2 separate regions of the Sus scrofa genome follow, and region 2 is linked to region 1. A link is a contact called in public promoter capture Hi-C data. All regions are on one chromosome and are shown on one strand. The core of a region is the stretch at or near the end of the contact, and the rest is flanking DNA. Distances in the headings are between cores, read along the strand shown. Region 1 holds the start of ACAP1 (arf-GAP with coiled-coil, ANK repeat and PH domain-containing protein 1). Region 2 holds the start of TMEM107 (transmembrane protein 107).

Evidence for each region. Promoter capture Hi-C pulls out the DNA fragments that hold promoters and counts their contacts.
Region 2: a contact with region 1 is called in a promoter capture Hi-C map of fetal liver, with 5 times the contacts expected there. The contact joins the promoter of TMEM107 here to the promoter of ACAP1 in region 1. A contact is called at or near these places in 2 of 5 promoter capture datasets (fetal liver and liver) and 1 of 47 Hi-C or Micro-C datasets (embryonic fibroblasts).

What each region holds. Positions count from the first base shown.
Region 1 is chr12:52,681,609-52,684,602 of Sscrofa11.1, forward strand. ACAP1 (arf-GAP with coiled-coil, ANK repeat and PH domain-containing protein 1) reads left to right here and starts at 1,622. Exons shown (of 25, transcript XM_021067819.1): 1 at 1,622-1,761; 2 at 2,118-2,631; 3 at 2,786-2,938.
Region 2 is chr12:53,395,798-53,398,497 of Sscrofa11.1, forward strand. It overlaps TMEM107 (transmembrane protein 107), which reads right to left and starts at 1,267. Exons shown (of 5, transcript XM_013990058.2): 1 at 1,037-1,267; 2 at 800-867; 3 at 597-697. The coding sequence starts at 1,123. BORCS6 (BLOC-1-related complex subunit 6) reads right to left here. Exons shown (of 3, transcript XM_021067862.1): 2 at 1,037-2,255.

The DNA.
Region 1 (2,994 bases), core at 372-2,871:
GAAGCAGGAATCTCTGGGGGCTGCTGGCAGCCTCAAGGGAGCATCCCCTGGAGGGGCAACCAGGGACGCGCTAGGAGGCATCGGAGGAGTCGAAGGAGGCGCCGGGCTGCCCCCCGGAGTAATCATGGTTCACGGTTCTGGGCCCCCCGCGCATCCTGGGGGGACAGCAGTCCTCGACTCCGGGCTCCACCAGCACCCTGGGGAGGTCGCGGGCCACAGCCATGGGTCGGGTACACACCCTGGCGGGTTTAGTCCCCCCTTTCCTGGAACCAGTGTATCGGGGACATCCAACCTGGGGTCGGGGGGACCTGGGATGTACAACTCAGGATCCATTCCGCGCCCTGGGTCAACTTGCACGCACCCCGACAAACCCTGTGAGGACCGGCCCCGAAGCATCCTAAAAAACAGCAGCTCCATCATGATGCACAAATCCCCCAGGGCAGAGAGGTAAGGAGCCAGGGAGGAAGAGATTCCAGACACTAGAGCAGGCGGAGTCTGCAGAGAGAAGGGGCGGAGTCCCAAGAACTGGAAATGAGAGTAGATGTGGGTAAATGGGTGGACAATCTGAGGTTCCTAGCCTTTGAGGGAGTGGCAGGTACTGCATAAACCCTGACTGCATAGTACGATTATCCTCAGGTTTGACCCCATCCCCAGCCTCCGATACCTCTGGAACTAGGCAGGACAAGAGAAAGTTTTGAATGACAGAAAGAAGAGGGAGGGCTGTGCAGAGGTGGAGGTCCCTAGAAGGTCTCCTCCTCCTTTTTTTGTGACCTTCCTTCACCCCAAGGAGAAAGTCTCAGCACTGGGATGAAATGAATATCCTGGCCACCTACCACCCTGCTGACAAGGACTATGGATTTATGAAGGTGGATGAGCCCAGCACCCCCTACCACAGGTGCAGAGTCCTCAGCCCTAGCCCTTCAACCCAGACTCCCTTCCCTAGTCAAAGGCACGGGGAGGCAGAGGGGCCTCAGGGACTGCTTCCTCCCTTCTCTGCAGACTGCAGGACAGCGAAGAGGACCTGCTGGCGGGGACCTCCTACGCAATGACTCCTGAGGAGCTGGCAGAGAGGTGAGAGTCCTGCCAGAGCTCCTTTGGAACGTGGGGCCTCTTCCTCCCTCCACCCCCGAACTCGGGTCAGTGCCAGATCTGCTCTTGCCCCCCCCCCCCCCCCCCGCCAAATGGGAGGTCCTACAGTTTGGATCAGGACTTGTCCAGGCTGAGGTCAGGAAGTCAGCCAGCTTCGTCCCATCTACCACCTGCCCCCCCCCACCTTGTTCTCTCCCTTCTGTGCCCCCAACTGGTCTCCCTCCCCTTCAGGTTAGCAACAATGGATGATTTCTGCCCCAAGGTCCTTCTGTACAGTGATCACAAAAGCTTCGGCTCTTCAGACAACTTTTCCAAGACACGTGAGATGCAGGGCAGGGGCTGAGTCGAAGGGGGAGGTGGAGGGAGCCTTCATCGAGAGCCTGGCAGGAAAGCAAGCCAAGCTGTGACCCTGGCCCGCAGAACCCAGCGATTTTGAAAAGCGCCGCAAGGCCCATTACAATGAAGGAAAGTACCTCAAGGCTCAGAAAAACCTGCCCTTGGATCCTAACAAGGGCAGCCACGTGGGTGGCCTCGGTGTGAGCAGTGCCAGTCGAGGTGTGATGCTGGACCCAGAGCTCAGGCCTGCGGAGAGAAGTGGGGCAGGAGGACTGACCAGAGGAGTCAAAGATGAGATTGGCCTGGTGGCCAGGAACCACATCCTAGAAGCCAAAGGTTAGCTCTGCTGGGGCCCCAGGGCCTTAAAGGAATTGTTCTCCAGAACCTTCTCCTCCATAGCCTGTGTTTCCCAGTGGGCATCACCCCAGGGCCCTGCTGCCACAGGAAAGCTGTGCTGGAAGCTGACCCCAGGGAAGACAGAGGGCAGCTGGGTTGGGGTCCCCATCAGGATGGTCCCCAAGGAAGGCTGGCTGGGGAGGGGGAACAGAGAACCCAAGGAAACGGGGCGGGGGGGGGGGTGGTCACTGATGATTTTCTAAAATGGGAGGAGGTGAGAACCTGGGGCTTGAGCTTCTCCCCTGTGCTGGGGGCACTGGTCGTCACAGGGGACCCTGGCGGCCTGCATTCCCTAGGTGGCCGTAAGAGTCAGATTGATTTGAGGGACTCCTCGGATTCCCCTGCCTTCAGAAGTCAGTCCCAAGTGTCAGCCACCCCCGTCACGGAGAAGGAGATGGAGCTGCAGCGCAAGGAGTATTACAGGAAAGGGAGGTACCTCAGGTGTTCTCCCCACCCTGAGCTGGAGGAGGACACGGAAGATGAGCAGCAGTCCAGTGAGAGCCGGGCCAGGACAGCCCAGGAGCGGGAGGGCCGAGGACCCATGGGTGCCCCCGCCCTGATCCTGTGATGCTTCCAGGCTCCGCCAACTTAAACTGGGTGATTGAGAGTCCTGTGGGCACTGAGGTCCGCCTGCTGGACCACAAGAGAAGCCCCCCTCAGGATCACAGGGCCCCCGAGAACTCCGTGAAGGTGACAGTGACACCAGTGAAGCCTGGTGAGGGCACCAGGCCACCATCTTACCAGGCCTGGCTCTTGGCAAGCTCCCACCCCCCAACCCCTGCTCCTCTCGGGCCGGTTCATCGGCAACAGGTGATGAGAGAGGCTTTAAACGTCCTTGTGGGCGAGGTCCGTGCGGCATAGGGAGGGCCCACGGGGCTCAGAGGAGTGGGGCCCCCTCTAGCCTGGCACCACCGCTGCCCCCACACCTCCTGCCTGAGTCCTCTCTGCGGCCCACCCGCTCCAGGTCCTGCCCCGCCCTTCAAAGACAGCGGGTCCCAAGCAATGTCTGGCTGGTGTCAGTGGCTGGTGTCCAAGGGGCTGAACTGGCAAAGCGCAGAAGGCTCAGAGAGGGATGCTGGACGCCACCCAAACCTCCCAAGCCAGGACCAGCACAGACGTGAGCATGGGCAGGGGCACGGGGCTGAGAGGCTAGGTTCTAGGGCATCTGAGGTC
Region 2 (2,700 bases), core at 17-2,516, 710 kb after region 1:
CAGCAGCCCTGAATCCTGAGTTTTAGGGCAGCCATGTGAGTAGAGGAGCTGAGTCTGCACAGCTGGGACCTTAAGCAACCCCCACCCCATATCTAGCCTGGACCGTTCAGGTGAGGTAGTAGCCTCCCCATCTGTTCCAAGCACTCTGTGACCTTTTACTCTCTGCTGGAATCACTTTCCAGCACCCTGGTCCTCCCTGACCACAATTCAAGTACCAAAGCCTTCCCTAATCCATCTCCCTCACGTCCTCTGTCTCGTCTGTGTCCCCACAAGCTTCATATCTTTACACATCCCGTGGCACAGTGCTTATCACACGGAATTACAGATGTCTGTCTGTGTCTAACTCTTCCTCAAGGTAGAAAATTGTGTTTTACTCCCATTTTGAGATCTCCAGTGACTGATGTATAGCAGGAGCTTAACAGATGCCCAAAGATTGTATTAAATCTCCCACAGTGCCTAAGAAGATTTCTCAACTGGAGGGACTCTGTTTGCCTACTAGAACAAACACCAATGTACCAGAAAGGCCTAGTTAGGTGGCGGAGAGGAGCTGTGATGAAAATGGCCGGTGCAGGAAAGGTGCACGGAAGAAAGGATACAGATGAGGCTCTGGGTGCTGTTGAACATGGAAACTCCTGAGAAGAAACCGACCAGCTCCACTGCAAAGAGGCCCAGGGTGACAGAAAGCGCTGCCACCAGCCTGCAGAAAGGAAGGGTGTGGGCTTAGGCCTCTTGAACTTTTTCTAAGACCCCTTCACTTCCACGACTGCTTAATTCTGACCACCCTGCCCCAGGTGCTCACTGAATATCCTGCTTCTCATACTCCTCAGGGGTGAACGTGAGAGGCAGGCAGGCCTGGATGTTGCTGTCCTGAGGAGCAGGGCAGAAAGAAAGAAGTTGAGAGAGGGGCGGCGGTGGCGGGGTGGGGGCGGGGGGGGGAGCACCCGACCGGGTAAGCCCCCGGGGAGAGGCGTAGAGTGGGGCCAGGACCACTCCAAGGTGGGAGCGTGGACTAACGGAGCGGGGCCGTGGGTCTTACCCTGGACCAGAATAAGGTGATGACGACCACCAGATGCGCCAGGAGCGTCAGGAAGCGAGAGGGCACGAGCCCCGAGACCCGGCTCATGGCCCCCAGGGGACGGGGTACTGCCTGGAGCAGAGGCCGGGGTTTCTAGGGCTGGAAACTCGGGGAGGGCCAGTCCTCAAGTCTCCTAGGCTAGCAGACAAAAATTCGACGTTCGCCTCCTTCCCGCTCGCGCTGGCACCGCCCAGTTGCCTTGGTAACTGCGGTAGCTGGTGCTGCGACCGGATCTCTGAAAATCTCGCGAGAGCATTAAACTGTCAAGCAGCTGCGTGCCGTCGCGGGACTGCAAGTCAGGTTGCGTCGTACTTGATTCCGGCGGGAGGCCGATTATCCGTTGCCTGGTCACTAGCAGCCGAGCGGTCAGCACCGAGTGTGCGGTGGCGCTGCCCTGCATCGTCCAGTCTGCCCGCGCAGCGCCGGCGAACGGAAACCCTCCGGGCCTAGCCTGGGACCCCCCCCTTCTCCGGATGCCCACGCCGGGTGCAGCCCGACCCCCAACCCCTGCTGCGTTGTCCCGGATGAACCTCCGGACACGGCTGTCTGTGCCTGAGGCCTGGATGCTCTCTCTCCTTCCCTCCTCCGCATTCCTTTAGCTCCCACGTGCCCTGGGCCGAACGTGGAGAGGTGGATGTGCCTATGTTGTCCGGCTGCCACTTGTTGTCCCAGAGCCCCTGGTCGTTGGAGGACCCCATACCTGCACCTTCGTTGATTCTAGTTCCCCCTCCCTCACGCCCCAGACACCTTTGCTCAGACTGGTGAGGGATTTGCACATCGCGGAAAGTGGCCCGCTCTCTTGGACTAGGGTGTGCCCCAAGAAGTGTGTTTGGGGAAGAGAGGGAACAAAGAGGACCAGAAAGGGCTGGGGATGGGGGTGGAGGCAGGGAATGAGACCTTGCGTCCCCGGGAGGCCAGGAGCGAGGGTGTCGATGCAGACTCTGCAAGGATTTCCTTATCTCTTTGAGGCGTGGGCACTTGACTTTGCCCAGCTACTATCCAAGCATCTCTCACTATCAGCGACCTCCCTGACCTTTGGGCCTCAAAAGGGTTCCAGGCAGAACGGAAAGTTCTGGCCGGAGTTCATTTCTCATATGCACAACCTCACAGGGACCTCCCTACCCTCTTACCGGATCATCGCTCTTCTTCCCGTTGCCAATGATAATAATCAATAAAGGATCTAAAATAAGAATTGAAGAAAATTTCATTTGAGCCAAACTACTGAGTAGCCCTGAATCTGCTTCCCATATCACTCTTAGAAACTGCTCAGAAGATGCATGATTTCCAGCACTGTATTATATCCTGTCAGAACAAAGAATATTAAACAAGTCGGGGCTGCAATTCTTCAAGATTGAAAAAAAAAAAAAAAGAACAGGCCAGCACCTACGCAGTGAGTTAGTATGTCCTTGGCACCTGGGAAGGGAGTCTTATCATCCAGGGAGTGCCAGCACTGGCACCCCAGGAAGAGGGCACATTATTTTTAACAATGGGTATTCTTTTCTTCTGGTTCCTGTGCCTGTTTCTATAACAATTAAAGCAGATGTGGAATGTTTGACAGGCCACAAATAGGCTTTCGTGTGTGTGTGTGTGTGTGTGTGTGTGTGTGTGTGTGTGTGTGTGTGTGT